Regions from separate parts of the Mus musculus genome. Here all the other regions are linked to region 4. A link is a contact called in public promoter capture Hi-C and targeted proximity ligation data. All regions are on one chromosome and are shown on one strand. The core of a region is the stretch at or near the end of the contact, and the rest is flanking DNA. Distances in the headings are between cores, read along the strand shown.

Region 1 (2,700 bases), core at 15-2,514, 600 kb after region 4:
TTTTCAAAGTGACTCTCTCCTTTACCCGAAAGGAGGGGCTGGAGCTCCTTAAGGTTTCGACCCTTACACACGATTTCTCCCTAGTAGATGTGACTGTGTTCGTTTCCTGCTTCCACCAGGGCAGAGACTGCCTCTCTCGTTTGCTAATGACACACAGTAGTTGCTCAAGAAAATAAGGTGTGAAGTGAAACTCGGACCCAGGTCCTCTGGCTATTTCGCCTTCAGTCCCACTGCAGCTGAAGATTAATTCCAAAGGATAAAACTAAATATCTCAGTTGAAAAAAAAAAGCCAGGGAGTTTTTCTACTAATAGAAGTCCTTAGCAGAAACTGCCCAACTCAAGGTGTGGTCACCCCAGGAGGGCGTCAATCAAGAAAATGCCCCTTTGCCCCAGAGGCGAGTGAAGCCGCACAGAGCTGAGGCCACACTGAGCAGCGCACCACGGCTTTGAATAGAAAACACGTGTAAAACCTCAGAGGCCGGCTAAGCGCAGCTGTGTCCTTCAGGGCCTGGGGACAGAGGTCCAGGAGCACCTCCCACCCCCATTGGATCGAAGAACACTGCATAGCCTCTGTCCTGCGCCATACGATTAAGGTTCTATCTTGATACCGGTCTGGAGCAGATTCCGTTAGCATCCAGGGAGGTGGCCGAGCTAGGGGGTCCTCAAATAGGTCTGGAACACCTGCAGCCTCGCTGTCAGTACCCGTCTGGGACTAGGACGCAGCCAACGGCTTGGGTCTTCTCCTTGGAGCGCCGAGCTGCGGAGGTCCCCCGTTCTAGACAGTGCCACCGTTACCCCAAGAAGCGCAGCCTTCTGGCCGCCCGAAGGTGCCATCCTGCCGGCGGCCTCCTGGCCCGCAGAGTCCCATCGCTTCTCCAGGTTCCAGAGGCTGCCCGAGTTTCAGCAGTGGCGCCATCCCGTCAGGATCCGCGCCCCGCGGCGCACGTCTTGTGACCTCCTCTTCGACGGTCGCAGTCGCTCGCTAGGTGCCTGGAACCTCTGGGGGCGCCTGCGGCGCAGGAACACCCTGGCGGAGGGTCCCCGGAGCCCCACAGCCCGTGCGTCTCGGGGGCGGGAGCTGGGCCGGTGGGGGCGGATCGGCGCGGGGGTTAGTGGGGGGCGGAGGCGAATCTGAAGCCAGCGCCATTGGCCGCAGGGCCTGGCGGCAGGAAGGGGACCGAGCGCGGCCCCACCCCGCGGCTGCCCGAGCCTATCGCCTGGAGCGCAGAGCGCAAATAAATGTAGCGCGGCGCCGCCGGCCGGCAGCTCTCTGCGAGGGGCTGCGGAGCGGCCATGCAGTTCCCGCACCCGGGGCCCGCGGCTGCGCCCGCCGTGGGAGTCCCGCTGTATGCGCCCACGCCGCTGCTGCAGCCCGCTCACCCGACGCCCTTCTACATCGACGACATCTTGGGTCGCGGGCCCGCCGCCCCCACGCCCACTCCCACGCTGCCGTCCCCCAACTCCTCCTTCACCAGCCTCGTGTCCTCCTACCGGACCCCGGTGTACGAGCCCACGCCGGTCCACCCCGCCTTCTCGCACCACCCGGCCGCCGCGCTGGCCGCCGCCTACGGCCCCAGTGGCTTCGGAGGCCCTCTGTACCCGTTCCCGCGGACGGTGAACGACTACACGCACGCCCTACTCCGCCACGACCCCCTGGGTAAGGCGGCCGGGGCCGAGTGAGGGCGTCCGTGAGGAAGGCGCTCCCGGCGGGTGGCAGCGCGCGGGAGGCGGCAGGGGCGGACGGACGGGAAGCGCAGTGGAAAAGTTGCGGCGAGCTCTCGGAGCGAGCGGCTCGCGGGTGCATGCGGGGCCCCGGTACTGGGAAGCTCGGCGACTCAGATTGCTTTTCCTGCACCTTGCAGACGTCGGGGCAAGCGTAGTCGGGAGAGACCTGGGGCTCCCGGGGAGGTGGAGGAGGGCGGCCCTGGCCACGCGTGTCGCCCCGGGGTGGGTGGGGGACTCCCTTAGCGAGCGGCCCGGAGAAGAGGACGTCGGGGCGCCCTGAGCCTGGCCCCTGCAGGGCAGGGAGAGCTGCCTGCCCGGGCGGTTCCTGGGCTGGGCTTGGTTCAACAAGCTTGTGCAGTGAAGGAGCCTGACCCTTTCCGTTCATACAGGAAATCTTGAGTTCTCGATAGGAGTAAATCTGGTTTCTGAAGCTGTTAAGTGTTTTCCTGGCTGCATGAAGCAGACCCTTCCCCCGGAGTAGTGCACGCTGCTGATTATTTTATCGACATCCTCAATACAGACAAATTCAGGAAACACTCGACGTCTGATAGCCAGGATCCGTTTTTCTGATATTGTTCATTTCCTCTGTGTGGGATGTGACTTTATGGCAGCTAAAATAACCAGTTGCTTCCTCTCTGCCTCTCCCGCCACCCCCCACCCCCATCTTTGGAGGCTGTTTTGCACCAAGTCTGAAGCCTGACGCAAGCAAAATCTCGGGGGGAAAAAAAAACAATGCCAACTTTCAAAATGTTTAGGTGTAGGTCTGTGGACATAGGGACGGACGGACGGACAGACGCACCACCATCAATTTGGAGAAGGAAAGTGCAGACCCCGAACAAATACTAAGGGCTACACGTTGGCAATTTGGGATTTTCGAGGCTTGTCCTCACAACATTCCTAAGAATAAATACGCGATGGTGACCGGGTTCAGGGCCTCAGCCTCTGAACCAGTGGGGTCTAGAGTGAATAAGAGGG
Region 2 (2,700 bases), core at 111-2,610, 690 kb after region 4:
TTGCTCTCTGAAGGCAGGTCTTTATCATCCACATTCAGTGACTTCTAGGACCTGAGCTTGGGAAGGGGGGTGGCTATTAACGATTGTATGAATGACCTCGACAGTCTTTGACAACTTTAAAACTTCACAAGAACATTTCTCTTTCATTTCACAGAAGCAAAACACATTACTTTCTGATTCATCTCTCTTAGTCAAGGAAGCAAGCTTCCACGTGTTTAGAGTTCCTGGATATTATAGTACTTTATTTATTGCTTGGAGAGTCTTAAGAAGAGGCTGGACTGAAAGACTATGAATTAACCCAGTGGTCCATATTACCTAAAAAGGAGAAAAGTTTAAAAACCCTGACCAGATGCTTTGAAGAAGGCAGATTATGAATATCTGGGTCAGAGACATCAATTCAGATACTAAAAAAGAAAAAAATTTGAGTTTTCTGTGAAGGAGTGAGGGAGGGAAAGAAAAAGACACACACACACACACACCACACACACACACACACCACACACACACACACACAGAGAGAGAGAGAGAGAGAGAGAGAGAGAGAGAGAGAGAGAGAGAGAGAGAGAGGAGACAGAATCCCCATCTTGGGTATACAGGCAATCCGGAAGGCTCAGCCTTGTTACCCACTGAACTTCCAGGATACTGGGCTCGAGAGCAAAGCCACACTGTGGGCTGCAGAGCGCTGACGTCCTGTTCTCCACAGGTAATGAGGATATTCTGGCTGGCCTGGCACTTAGCCATGCCAGGAAGCCCGCTGGAATCTTGACTTTGTGGATTAAGAAATGGCAGGAAGTTTACCAACGTCCGGAGTTCAGGAGCACAGCTTTGCCCTCAGGTCAGCAGTGGGAAGTCTTGGATGAAGGCTAACATGCTTATTTTTGCATAAACTTTGAACTCACTCTGATAGGCTATCGGTAAGTGGGTAGATTTGGTATGGGGAGGGATGGTTCGGGGGACACTAACAGACTTGCAACTTCAGAACCGCACGTTCATTGACTCAGCTCTAATGTCGCAGTCACCCACGGATACTCCTAGCCCGAGTCACCCCCTTGGCCTCGTGACCCTACTCATTTTGTTGGACTAGACGGAGCCTTTGTTCAAGTAGACTTTCTCTACCCTAGTCCCACAGCCGAACAAAGCTGGAACATGGCACAAAGCCAAGCTGGGCCTGGCTTTGTTCGATTTTGTTGTTCTTTTGTTCTTTCTCTGTGTCTCTGTCTCTATCTCTGTCTCTCTCCTTTCTGTCATGGACAGGGTCTCCTGTCGGTGAGGTCAGCTTCAAACTCTATGCTCTCCTGCCTCCATCTCCCAAATGCAGGGCTTCTGGGCAAGCGCTGGACATCTGGTCTCATTCTGGATCCCTTATCTCTATGGCCCTTCTGGCTTCTCAGCTCTTGCCTTGTATATTTCTCTAGGCCCTTATCTGTTGTTCTGTTGTGAGTGGATTATTTTATACCTTTATTTTTCTTCTCTTCCCACCTCATTGTTACAAGGACCTTGCTTCCTGTCTACTGAGAAAATAAAGTCAGCAGAAGGAAACTTCCATAGGTTTCCACAACCTTATAGATCCACTGACCAACATTTGGGTTCATAGACTATATTCTCTCTCTCTCTCTCTCTCTCTCTCTCTCTCTCTCTCTCTCTCTCTCTCCCTCCTTATTTTGTCTCCTTTAACTCCCCTCATCTACAGAAACTGCTCTTGTAAGACAGCCACTGCAGTGGAGTTTTTCATCTTGAGGTAACCTGAGATTTGAACCCACCCTTAGGATAGGAAGTAGAAGGATAGGCGTAGCCTGGTTGTCTAGTGACTTGGGGGGGGGGGCAGACAAGACCTAGCCTGCATTAGTCACATCTAGAAGTGTTTGTGAGTTTTCAATTAACAATATAATTTGTACTGAATAGAAAATTTGGTATAAAAGTAATGAGACTAAACGTATAGGTGTTCACTAAAGAGAAAGTTCATTACACCCAGGTTCTGAGGATGAAAACATTGTTACTATGCTCAGTTTCATTTACTGAGATGACATCATCACCATCATCATCATCATCACCATCATCACCACCATCATCATCACCATCACCACCACCATGATCATCACCATCACCACCAGACACATTTCTGTGCAACACAAACTTCAGATCTCTACAAAGGCCATTACTACTCTACTGCGAGAGCAAAAGAACCAGAAGGTTTTCTGAGGAATCAGAATTTGGCCAACGTGATATTGACCTATATTTGGACTTTTAGACTTATTTTTTTTTTAAATTGTTTGTATGCATGAGTGTTTGTGTGGAGGGTTGTGCACATGAGTGCAGGTGCTCCCAGAAGCCAGAAGAGGACACTGGATCCCCTGGAGCTGGAAATAAGAGGCTACTCTGAGCTGCAGGATTGAATTTAAGGGTTCTCTCTCTACACAAGCGGTAGATGCTCTTAGCTGATGAGCCATTTCTCAGCCCTGAAACACAGTCTTTTTTTTTTTTTTTTTTTTTTTTTGATACAGAGTTTCTCTGTATAGCCCTGGCTGTTCCTGGAACTCACTTTGTAGACCAAGCTGGCCTCAAACTCAGAAATCCTCCTGCCTCTGCCTCCTGAAACACAGTCTTAAACCTTAAATTTCACTTCCACCTCCAAGGCTATTTATTAACTGTAAGCCTAGTTATAAAGAGAGACTAGTTATAGGTGTGGAGAGATAGTTCCAA
Region 3 (2,744 bases), core at 15-2,514, 560 kb after region 4:
GCCACTGTGCTAGTCTTGATTTCTTCCTGGAAAAGCTGAAATTCTCACTTATGTACAGTATTTTCATAGTTAACTTCATCAACTAGCTTTGAAGTGGGAGAAGGAATTTGTTGTGAAAATTTATTTTACTATGATTTAGAACATGGTATAGAGTAAAATATATAAAAGAATACAAATCTTTGAATCTAAATACAATAGATTGACCTTTTTCTTTTTTTAAATTAAAGGTTGATCTTGCAGGAAGTGAAAATATTGGGCGTTCTGGAGCTGTTGACAAGAGGGCCCGGGAAGCTGGAAATATCAACCAATCCCTCTTGACTCTGGGAAGAGTTATTACTGCTCTTGTGGAAAGAACACCTCATATTCCTTATCGAGAATCTAAACTAACTAGAATCCTGCAAGATTCTCTTGGGGGACGTACAAGAACATCTATAATTGCAACCATTTCCCCTGCATCTTTCAATCTTGAGGTAAGCCCTTTGAGAAAATGCAGCAACCGTGGGAACTATAAGCCTTTCTTAGCTGTCATATTTTTAAAGTTCATTTACTGGCTTCCTTCTCTACTATAAAAATTGAACAATCTGGTACAATAAAAAGCCAGTTATGACTTCCAAAGTAGTTTTTTCTTTCTTTTCTTTTTTTCTTTTGCTTCTTCTTTCTTCTTCCTAATTTTTTCTTTCTCCTTCTCCTCCTTCTCCTCCTCCTCTTCTTCCTCCTCTTTCTTTTTTAAATTTTTCGAGACAGGGTTTCTCTGTGTTCCTCTGGCTGTCCTGGAACTCACTCTGTAGACCAGGCTGGCTTCGAACACAGAAATTCGCCTGTCTCTGCCTTCCAAGTGCTGGGATTAAAGGCATGCGCCACCACCGCCCAGCACTGCCAGTGTTCTTAACAAGTGAGCCATCTTATCAGCCCTGGTTTCACAATTTAAAAAAAAAAGAGAGAGATATTGTCTTAGTCAGGGTTTCTATTCCTGCACAAACATCATGACCAAGAAGCAAGTTGGGGAGGAAAGGATTTATTCAGCTTACATTTCCACATTGCTGTTGATCACTAAAGGAAGTCAGGACTGGAACTCAAGCAAGTCAAAAAGCAGGAGCTGATACAGAGGCCACGGAAGGGTTTTTCTTTGCTGGCTTGCTTCCTCTGGCTTGCTCAGCCTGCTCTTTTATAGAACCAAGACTACCAGCCCAGAGATGGCCCCACCCACAAGATGGACCCCCCAACCCCCCATCACTAATTGAGAAAATGCCTTACAGCTGGATCTCATGGAGGCATTTTCTCAACTCAACTGTGATAACTGTGTCAAGTTGACACAAAACTAGTTAGTACATATATGTATATATACACACACATACATACATACACTCATTTGTTTACTTATTTTGTATGTATGTATGTATGTATGTATGTATGTATGTATGTATGTATGTTTTGGGGGTAGGGGGTCTACAAATAGGAGTCAGAAAATAACTTGTGACTGTCAATTCTCCCCTTGTGGACTCCAGCAGGAATCAAGCTCAGGTCATTTGGCTTGGTGGCAAGTGTCTTTGCTCAGTGAGTCATCTTGCTAGCCCTTCATACATTATTTAAACAATCGAACCAAGATCGCTGGGCCTGAAGGAATGACTCAGTGGTTAAGAGATTTGACTGTTTTACCACATGACCAGTGTTTGATTTCCAGCACCCACATGATGACTCACAACTGTTTGTAACTCCATGCTTAGGGATCTCTTGCCCTTTTCTGACTGCCTTAGGCACTAGGCCTGCACACAGTGCACAGACTTACACTCAGGCAAAATACTCATGCACGTCAATAAAAATATTGCTGAATGTCAGTAGTGATGGGTAGTATGTAGGGTTCATTAAGGACTCAGACCAAGTTAAGTCCTTTTGGGGCACTGAATTCTAGTACTTGGCATGTTATTTTCATTACACTATGCAATGTTAAAATTTTTTTATATATCAACACTTCTTTTTTTTTTTAAAGATTTATTTAGTTTATGTATGAGTACACTGTCGATGTCTTCAGACACAGCAGAAGAGAGCATCAGATCTCATTACAGGTTGTGAGCCACCATGTGGTGTCTGGGAATTGAACTCAGGACCTCTGGAAGAGTAACCAGTTCTCTTAGCCACTGAGCCATCTCTTTAGTCCCCTCTTAATTCTTTTTTAATGGGTGCATAATTAATTATGTGGATATAGGTATTGTGTAACACGGTTTCTGGGATCTCATGAACAAATGTCTACTCACCTCAGAGAACACATGCAGACCAAAGTAAAGACATCACCAGAGCTCAACTCGGTGAGCTAGTGGGTTTTATTGGGGTTACTTACCGTAATATGAGTGAGAGATCACTTGTACAAGGACATCTGAATCACCAGAGCCTCCCCATCCTCAGTGTGCATTTGCTCATGACTGTGTAACTTGCCTTCAGCTCAACAGGCTGACAAAGGGGTGGGGGAGGCCTGCTGTCTGCCTCTTCTAGGCAGCGCGGTTTGTTGGTAGTAGCTCTGCTGGTCTGAGAGTGTCTCGCTGGGAGGGGCCCACTGTGTCTAGTTCAGGAACTTTCTGGTCTGAGGGTATCTCTCAGTAGTCCTTACTACGTACAGTGTACTTAGAGAGGGAGGAGCCTGGTATATCTGTTTCAGGAACTTGCATTGTATTTCTGAGCTGCCCTGCAATATGGAATGTAGTAAGACTACCCTTAGAACATCATCCTTAATGAATTTCCTTCCAAGATGA
Region 4 (2,952 bases), core at 161-2,660:
AGGGATCAATTTAAATTTACACTAAGTAGTCTAAGAACATAATGGAATAAACATATAAGAAGGTACATTTACTAAAATGCTCAAGAAGTGTCCCTGCTTTTCTCCCACAGAAGTGAGTCAACGCTCCCTAACAAAAACTGGATTTCCTGAAAAACAGGTTAAGTAATTCACAGGGGAAATGCTTGTCAGCGTGCCAAAAGTCAGCACTTTCTTGCAAGCAAAATCTCTGTATTCCTTTCTTTCGGGTTCCTGAAACAAGATGTCACTACTACCTTAAACACAGCTAACATTCTTTCCAGGCTCCGCCCAACAGTTACCTGGCAACAGCCAGGTAGGCCTGGCTGTTTGTCCCCCTTCTCTCTCAGACTCTTCTCCTAACCCCTTTCTCCCTCTCTCCCATCCCCCCTCCCCCGTCTCTCTCCACGTGTTCCTGGCCGGCCTCTCTTCTTTTTCTCTCTTCCTCTGTCCTTCTCTGCCTCTACTCTCTTCTCTACTCCCCTTCCCATGCCCTAAATAAACTCGATTCTACACTACACCCGTATGGCTGGTACCTCAGGGGTAAGAAAGGGATGTTTCAGCATGGGCCTGCCCAGGAATCCTTCCCACCTTACCAGACCTGGCTCTACAAAACACATCCTTGTTGTTGTTGTTTTTTTTTTTTTAATAAAACACAATAAACACGAAAATGAATTGTGCACTTGTATTCTTTGATCAGAGAGAGAGAGAGAGAAACTTCGGAAAACTTTGATGTGTATGCTTTGTATCAGCACCTCGACCACATCCGGTGCAATGCTGATTTATGTATAGATCCTCGTCAGCGCTGAGCTAATAATTTACTATGGGAAGCGGAGCTAATCACAGCCACCCCACCCCCCAATTGTTGCTTTAGAATTGAGATGAACTTTCTTCGCTTTCTTGATTTATCTGGGGGCCGCTCATCCAAACTTCTCAGTAAGCGTAACGGATTCATTTCTGAGAAAACGCTTATAAGAAAAACAAAAGCAGATGCGGAGAGTTAAGGGAAGAGACACTGTAAAGAAGGCAGGAGGGGGAAGGGGTGAGAAATCTCCCAGGGGGAAGGTACGGAAGCAACACTGCAGAGATTTTCACGCTAAAACTTGCACAAGAAAATGCATAATCAGAACAAAACTTCCCAAGATTCGTCTTCGGTGTCTGAGCAATGAAACTCGTCTCGAGAAGTGTAGGCTTTAATAAAAGAAAAGGCAGCAAGACCTCTCGTTTTTAGCAGAGGCTCTGTAAAGATGGCGGTGGGCCGAAGCCCCTTCTCTTTCCGCAGCCAAAGGCTCTCCCTGCACATTTCCCACAAACCCCTCCGCGCGGCCCCGCTTGCCCAAACTGGCCCGGCCGGAGAGCAGCCACTGCGCACGCGCGAGCCGACGTCACGCGCGCTCCCAGGACCCGACCGAGCTGGCAGGAGTGGTCTCGGCCGCTTCCGCCGTCGCGTCGCTTCGGGGCTCGGCGAGCGGGTTCGCGCTGCCTCCACCGCGGTGGGGCAGCCGGGGCTCACGGAGCCGAGCCGGGGGCGCGCGGCGACGCGGCCATGGGACCGTGCCGACTCTGGTGACAGCGGGGAGCGGAGCGGCCCGGGCCCTGAGCGCGTCTCCTGCGGGGGGCCTCGCCCTCCTGCTCGCGGGGCCCGGGCTCCTGCTGCCTTTGCTGGCGCTGCTGCTGGCGGCGGCGGCGGCGGCCCGGATCATGTCTGGCCGCCGCTGCGCCGGCGGGGGCGCGGCCTGCGCGAGCGCCGGGGCCGAGGCCGTGGAGCCGTCCGCCCGCGAGCTGTTCGAGGCTTGCCGCAACGGGGACGTGGAGCGAGTCAAGAGGCTGGTGACGCCCGAGAAGGTGAACAGCCGCGACACGGCGGGCAGGAAGTCCACCCCGCTCCACTTCGCCGCAGGTAAACGCGGGCCCCGCGGCGCCTCCCGCACGCCCCACCTGCAGGCTCGGGCTTGCAGGCCGCAAGCCGCGCGGCGCTGCCCTGTCTCCGACCTTTCCCCAGGACTCTCACCCTGGCCGCCCGCCCTCCTCTCTCGGGGCTCGTGATGAGGGTGGGGTGAGCGTGCTCTCGGGAAGTTGTTTTTGAGGTTATGGGGTTTTTTGTTTGTTTGTTTGTTTGTTTGTGTGCTGGGAGGGGGGAAGCTTTGTTTTGTTTTACTGTATCAACAATACCTGCCCCGACTTCCGGTCTTATTACCCCGGAGGGCCTCTGCACACAAGAAAGGCTTAGTAGACCTTGTGATTTGAAAGAGTAATTATCTCCAAAAAATGGACCCATGTTTGCAAGTTTCATCGACACTCTTAGTAACCCCTTAAGTTCTAGCGGCCGTCATAAACTGAAATTTTAATTTAGGAGTTATTTTATTAGCTATTGGCTCATTAGAGTTAATTGGATTAGGTTTCTGGAGAGACTAAAACCGGAAATGGGCATGTTTGGGAGACCTGAGATCTACTTAGGTTGTGTGTGGGTGGCCTCTGCCTTACTCCCGCACAAGTCGGGATGGAAAGTGAGCTGAGAGACAAGATAGGACACGCACTTGAGCTTGGATCTAGGATTTTGAGTCATCCTGAGATTTATTGTAGATAGTTTGGAGTTACTTTTAACTACTGGGTTCTCTTTGTGGTACCAGCGTGTTGAAGTTTGCTTGTTGAGGTATTTATTTGAAAAGGCCAGGGATGGGAACCAACTTAATGATTATTCATGTTAAGGACAGTTTGTAACTTTTTAACCTCATAATCAAATAAGATCCTCTTAGCCTGGTAACATTTGATACAGTGTGCATCAGAATTGTTTAGCAGTTCTTTATATTTAAAAAAAAATTTTAGTTTCTTGTGTTCCTTAGGGGCAAAAATGGTAGACAAAAGAGTATAAAAAAAGATTTATTGTTTGTTTGTTTACAGGCATTGATTTTACAGTTCTTCCAATTGTAGGTCTGT
Region 5 (2,700 bases), core at 24-2,523, 710 kb before region 4:
CTTCCTTTGCTTGTAGAACTAGTCCTTGACTAATTGGTTAGAGGCACGACATAGTCTCTCAGTAATCATTTTGTAATTAGTACCATAAAGCCCAGATTTCTATAGAATTTGTTTTCTCATTCTCAAAAACTAACATATGTTTTAACCAAGGGTAGAAAATACAGATAAATTCACAAATACTGATGCCATTCTCCTTCACGAGTCTCTGAAACGGAGATTACTGCTGCACTTCTAAATTTGTGTTAGTAATCTACAAAAATTCAATAAATAAATTTCAATAAACATGGCAAGCTTATTCTATGACCCGTGGGCCACAACTCAATGTTATCAAAAAGAACAAATCGCCTTGGCTCAAATTGAGTAGGCAGTGTGTGATGTTGGAGCTTTTCTGGTTATCATTATCTGTCTGTCCTTTGATCAAAACGTGGTCATAGCACATTCAATCATTGATTCAACCCTCCACACAGGAGGAATCCAAAAGTAATTCCCCCAGTCATTTCCATGTGCACTGCTTCTTTGCATCATGCGCTTCATATCTGGTGAAAAGACATCTTTAGAGCAGTTTTTATTTGTTTTCCTCCTCTCTTCCCCTCTTCCTCAGGGACCTCCGTACCCCACTCCCACTAGGATTTTGTGGGAGGTCCTCACCTCTGCCTCTCGCAGTTTCTCGCTTTTCCGTTGTTCCTCCCCCTGCTTCACGCTGTTGGCCGGAAGTGTCTTCAGGTCCTCTTGCTTCTCCAAAGCAACAGCAGCTTCATATTCTCCATTTCTGAACTCCCCAGGAAGGAATTCCCCTGCGGCCCCATTGCTGTTCTTTTTGCCTGTTACCTGTATGTGAAGAAGATGTTGAAGTCAGAAGCAAAGCTACCCATCTTGGGGTAACTGTCCACAAACAATGCCACAGGAGGTCCTTCCTCTCCATCCAGCGACAGCCACCTTCAGGCGGTGCACTGTCTGGAGCATAGCTCCAGGTATCCCAGGTGCCTGCCTTCCTCTCACAATTAAGATGAGCATCAGGTTAGCACATGAAAATTCACTTTTAACCCACTCAACCCACTCAACCACCTTCTCTTAGGAAGTCACTAACGCCAACCCCACATTATTCCTGAGAAAGAAAAACCATCTGTATTTTCAAATAAAAGCCAAGATTAAAAAAAAAAAAAAAAAAAAGATGTTTTACATACCAGCTCCTCTACTCTCAGTACCATCATGTTGGCAGCCGTGAGTCTATGTTTTTCTCTCTTGTGGATGAACCCCTGGAACTGGCCCTGTGGAGCCCCTCCACACCAGCCCGTTATATAGCTAGGGCTGGGTGAGATAATCTTCCAGCCTGGGAAGCCAAGTCACACCCCTGCCCCCACCAGTGGCCAATTCAGAGGCAGGTGAATTTTCATTCCAGACTTAGTGTCTGGGAAGCCCAAGAGGGAGATGACAAGCTGGCCGCGGCGTATGCGAATCAGGAAGAAATGTGAGAGGGTCATTCCTTTGGCAGTGACCACACCGCTCAGCAATGCGAGTCATCCCACGTATCGGGAAGCCAGGGGACAGCTGCCTGTTAATATTGCACCACATCGCTGCTCTTTTTCCTTCTTTGTCAGCTCTCATATGACTAACGTATCAAGAAAATGCAAGCACTGTGCATCACACTTACAGCCATATCTTTCTGATAACTGGACTTATCAGCACTCCAGTTGGCTGGGAAGTGTTGCTTTGGGACATCCTATTTCTGGGGATAATCAGCCCGAGGGGAAGGAGATGGGTCTGGGTGCCACTTGTCTCTATCTGTTTGGAATTCTCTGGAGTGATGTCTGCAGCTAAAATGGCCCTGTGACATGCCATCGTACCAGCATTAGGAGAAATTGAAAGCATTCAGTAATGCACTTTGACTCTATGGTGTCACTGGCCATAATTAGTGCACCACAGGCTCACCGTGTTCTAAATCTGAAGGCTAATCAGAGGATCTACCCCAAAACGGGCCGAAGTGATGCACAGAGAGATGTGAGTCCAGTTCTTAGCAGAAGCACAACTTGGATGCTGTCAGTAAAGTTTCCCAATGCTGTGGGAAAAGCTTAAGAGAGCCCGAGAAAAATGTGCGTCTGAGGCTGGAGACTCATGGGCTAATGATAGAGCATCTGCCTAGATACACGGGGCTCTCGTGTTCTATTCCTAACACGGAAACAAAAAGGCCCCAAGCTTTGCTGTTGAGAGAGGCAAAAATACTTGTTTCTGGCTTGTCATCGCTAAGATATTAAAATGTGAAAAATATAAATATTTAGATCTTTTTATAGTTCGAGGAAAGATTCTATCGTAAGAGCCACATAAAATACTTTTTTTATTTTTTATGAAAGAGGAGAGTGAAGGGGGTGTCAGTAGAAGAGGGAAGTGTTAATTAGGGTGTTGTGTATGTTTGTTATGCTGGCCATCATATATCTGTCTCTCCTCACTCACCCTTCCATGAACATGGGGTAAGAACCCCCACCCCACTTCAGCTGTTCAACCAGCAAATTGTGTTTCTAGAATCTTCAGTACAAGACATTGCCCTGAAAACCAACACACTAATACCTTGTCCTTCGTGGGTTCCCCTCTCCTAGTGTTCTCTCTGTCCTATCTGTCCTGAGACGCTATCAATGGATAACTGTTGGTCTTCTCGTTTTCATGGTTAACACTATTTTCTTTGACCTCTTGAAGTGACAAGCAGCT
Region 6 (2,931 bases), core at 337-2,836, 720 kb after region 4:
AGTGCTCTTAACCACTGAGCCATCTTTCCAGCCCCAAAAACTTTTATTAAAAGGGGGCCGGATATGATGGTTCATACCTTTAATCCCAGCACTTGGGAGGCAGAGGCAGTCAGACATCTGTGAGTTCAAGGCCAGCCTGGTCTATGTAGTGAGTTCAAGGCTACCAGAGCCACACAGTGAGAAAGTCATAGGCAAAGACTATGATAGCATTTGGAATCTGGCAAAGAAAAGGAACAAATTCTTTCCTAGAGTCTGGAAAAAAATGCAGTTGTGTCGCCATGTTGACTATAGCCCAGTGAGCATTCTAACAGATTACACTTGAGTCATTTTATGCTCTGGCATTTGTTACAGAAATAATGGAAGTTAATATAATATAGGATGTAGTACAAGGTAGATACCACAGTTATTAGCAGCTGCGGCTGGGGACACTGAGATAGAAAAGTATTAAGTTTTGCCTAGTGTCACATGACTGAGTGGGGTTTGGGACAGTTGTCTTCAGAGGACATGTTCTTAATTGTTTCTCAATATCATCTCCCAGGATTTCTTATGGGGAGGAAGAGGAGGAGGAAGAGGGAGAAAAGGAGAAGGAGGAAAAGGAGGAAGAAGAGGGAAAAAGCTGGTAGTAGAGGCCCAGGGAAGAGAGTGAGTCTGACAGCTGGCTCGTGCAAAGCCTGCCTGACTCACAGGGAAGCTCAGAGCTCCTGAACTTAGGGAGAGCAGAAAATTAGTTGTCCCTCTGGCTAGGTTTGAACTCTTTTCTGACTAATCTTCCATCAGTGCTTTGATCATGACAAGCTGGTTTACACGGTGTCCTAGATACAGGTTGTTAAGCAAGCCTCTTTTTCTACATGTGTCCCTTTGCTCAAGCCACCTGCCATTTCCTTCTACCACTTTATTGCTCATTCTTTCCCCCTAGAAGTCTATTCCCACCCCAGCCCAGCTACCACTCCCTGGGAGCGCTTGGATTCAAGAGCTTCAGCATGAAATCCAACATTGCCCTGGGCCTCTTTTCTACGTTGCCAGCAAGCGCCTTAGTCTTGTTCTCATTTTCCCTCATTTTGATAGTTTATGTCCAATATGACTAACCTCGGTGAACTTGCATCCGGCAGGGGACACGATTTTTTCAGAGCAGTCGAGGTATAGAATTTTTGTTTGTTCTTAAAATAAATCTCAACGACACACTCAGTTTTGATTTTCGGGAAAGCATTTGCTTTTCTCTGACTCCCCACTATTTAAAGCCCATCAGGTGCTCAGTAGCTTCTATCACTATTACTGAGGGCGTGTGACCGAGGGTCACCTCCGTTATTGCTAGGGTACCTGCAGTGCACAACAGCACACACTGCACTAAAACATCTCTAGATAACTAAGGGCAGGTCGCGAGGAAAGATGGAGGTGGTGGTTCCCCTCCCCTCCCGGCCACCCCCCCCCCCCGCCCCGATCCCCACCCTCTCCAGGTCATCCTTACCTCCCCAGGGGCGGGCTCCACCCGGGCGGGCCCCACCCACTGCGCCCCACCCCTCCAGGCCCCGCCCCTCCCCGCCCCGCAGCGCCGCGCCGCGCTTGCGCCACCTGCCGCTCGCTCCTGTGGTCCGCGCGCCGCCGCGCCCGGCCGGCGCCTCCGCTTCCAGCCAAGATGGCGGAGAGCTGCGAGGCTCTGGGCACGGTCCCGGAGCACGAGCGGATCTTGCAGGAGATCGAAAGCACCGACACCGCCTGCGTAGGGCCCACCCTCCGGTAAAGTTCTCACATGCCCCGGCTTTCGGGCTGCCCTGACCAGGGACTCCTTAGGAGCCGGGCGGGGCGTCCGCTGCCGGGTGCGCGCGCGTCGGCCCGACAGGTGGTGCGCGCGGGGGCGGGCGCTCGTGGGCTGCGGGACCCGGAGGGCCCGGGCACCTGTCACCGCGCCGCCTGTGGGTGTGGCTGCCAGGGTGTCTCTGACCCGGAGAGCCGCCCCAGCCTAGGGCCTTGATGCCCCAAGGCCCTGACCCCTAGGCGGAGGCTGTCTGCTCTGTGCTGGGGACGAAGGTCACCTGCAGGTGGCCGGCGTGACTGATCCCGGTGCCAAGTTGCGCGCTGATGGAAACCCCAGCGCACTGACTGCTCTGGGCGTGGGAGAATTGAAATTGAGCGGGAGACGCCAGCACCTTTCTCCCACGCTGCAGCACCCTTCTCCCCGGGCGAGACGCGAGCGTGGGCTGACAGCTCGAGTTCACGCAGGGGTGACGATGCTCTTGGGACAGGAAGCTTTTACTTATTGACAAACGTTATGTTGATTTTGTATTAAAATTTCAGCGTATTTTAAATGGATCCAAACCCACTCTCTTTAGGAATAGTACCAGTTAATGAATAGTCCATACCGGACGGAATACTTTCTGCCCCCATAGACTGGTACTGGTACAGAGCTATTAGCCATTAACACTAGGTTAGACACTTCAAGGATTACAATTTCATCTTTTGCAATTAGGATGAATGAACTTGTGGTTCATTAAGGGAATTTGAGACGGATTGTGCTTTGTCAGTAGTCTTTCTTCAGGACACACTTCCTGGAAATGGAATTCTGTTTTCTCACTGTAAATGTAGATAAAATGAAGTCAGTTCAACTTGTAAATTCACTTTGCCCCAGGGAGCCAGATCATGTGGTGTGTTTCTTGTTTCTTTCTCATAAACCTGTCACTGATGACTGAAAAAATCATTTAACCCCCTTGGCCTTGTTTTTGTATTTGTAGAACGGGGTGGGGTTGGGGTGGGGGTGGGGGTGGGAAGTTGTTTAGAACATGAGAGATCTTGCCCATTTATTCTCTACCTCCAAGCACTTAATAGGCAGGTTATGTTTTTTTATTACAGAAAGTTCCTGCTATGATATGCAAAGGCCTCATTAGTATCTTTTAATTTTCTTTTTCTTTCCTTTGTTTTTGTTTGCTAGACAGGGTT

Evidence for each region. Promoter capture Hi-C pulls out the DNA fragments that hold promoters and counts their contacts.
Region 1: a promoter capture Hi-C map of pre-B cells shows a contact between it and region 4, with 3 times the contacts expected there. A contact is called at or near these places in 5 of 39 promoter capture datasets (cranial neural crest, embryonic stem cells, liver and 2 more) and 2 of 130 datasets of targeted methods (effector CD8 T cells and pro-B cells).
Region 2: a contact with region 4 is called in a targeted proximity ligation map of pancreatic cancer cells. A contact is called at or near these places in 1 of 39 promoter capture datasets (pre-B cells), 1 of 484 Hi-C or Micro-C datasets (B cells) and 3 of 130 datasets of targeted methods (embryonic stem cells, large pre-B cells and pancreatic cancer cells).
Region 3: a targeted proximity ligation map of pancreatic cancer cells shows a contact between it and region 4. A contact is called at or near these places in 2 of 484 Hi-C or Micro-C datasets (cranial neural crest and erythroblasts) and 9 of 130 datasets of targeted methods (the 230-238 cell line, the NIH/3T3 cell line, bone marrow-derived macrophages and 5 more).
Region 5: a promoter capture Hi-C map of second pharyngeal arch cranial neural crest shows a contact between it and region 4. A contact is called at or near these places in 5 of 39 promoter capture datasets (the HPC-7 cell line, the SN4741 cell line, cranial neural crest and 2 more) and 7 of 130 datasets of targeted methods (DN3 thymocytes, cardiomyocytes, extraembryonic endoderm stem cells and 4 more).
Region 6: a targeted proximity ligation map of pro-B cells shows a contact between it and region 4, with 4 times the contacts expected there. A contact is called at or near these places in 2 of 39 promoter capture datasets (erythroid cells and pre-B cells), 5 of 484 Hi-C or Micro-C datasets (the G1E-ER4 cell line, embryonic stem cells and pre-B cells) and 6 of 130 datasets of targeted methods (embryonic stem cells, large pre-B cells, memory CD8 T cells and 3 more).

The regions. Positions count from the first base shown.
Region 1 is chr19:37,433,577-37,436,276 of GRCm38.p6, forward strand. It overlaps Hhex (hematopoietically expressed homeobox), which reads left to right and starts at 1,265. Exons shown (of 4, transcript NM_008245.3): 1 at 1,265-1,657. The coding sequence starts at 1,294.
Region 2 is chr19:37,520,226-37,522,925 of GRCm38.p6, forward strand. No RefSeq gene overlaps it. Among named protein-coding and RNA genes, the nearest start is that of Gm41842, 25 kb to the right of the region's middle.
Region 3 is chr19:37,390,422-37,393,165 of GRCm38.p6, forward strand. It overlaps Kif11 (kinesin family member 11), which reads left to right. Exons shown (of 22, transcript NM_010615.2): 8 at 228-470. Among named protein-coding and RNA genes, the nearest start is that of Kif11, 15 kb to the left of the region's middle.
Region 4 is chr19:36,832,822-36,835,773 of GRCm38.p6, forward strand. It overlaps Tnks2 (tankyrase, TRF1-interacting ankyrin-related ADP-ribose polymerase 2), which reads left to right and starts at 1,411. Exons shown (of 27, transcript NM_001163635.1): 1 at 1,411-1,915. The coding sequence starts at 1,717.
Region 5 is chr19:36,118,571-36,121,270 of GRCm38.p6, forward strand. It overlaps Ankrd1 (ankyrin repeat domain 1 (cardiac muscle)), which reads right to left and starts at 1,274. Exons shown (of 9, transcript NM_013468.3): 1 at 1,185-1,274; 2 at 649-828. The coding sequence starts at 1,211.
Region 6 is chr19:37,548,832-37,551,762 of GRCm38.p6, forward strand. It overlaps Exoc6 (exocyst complex component 6), which reads left to right and starts at 1,587. Exons shown (of 22, transcript NM_175353.2): 1 at 1,587-1,734. The coding sequence starts at 1,634.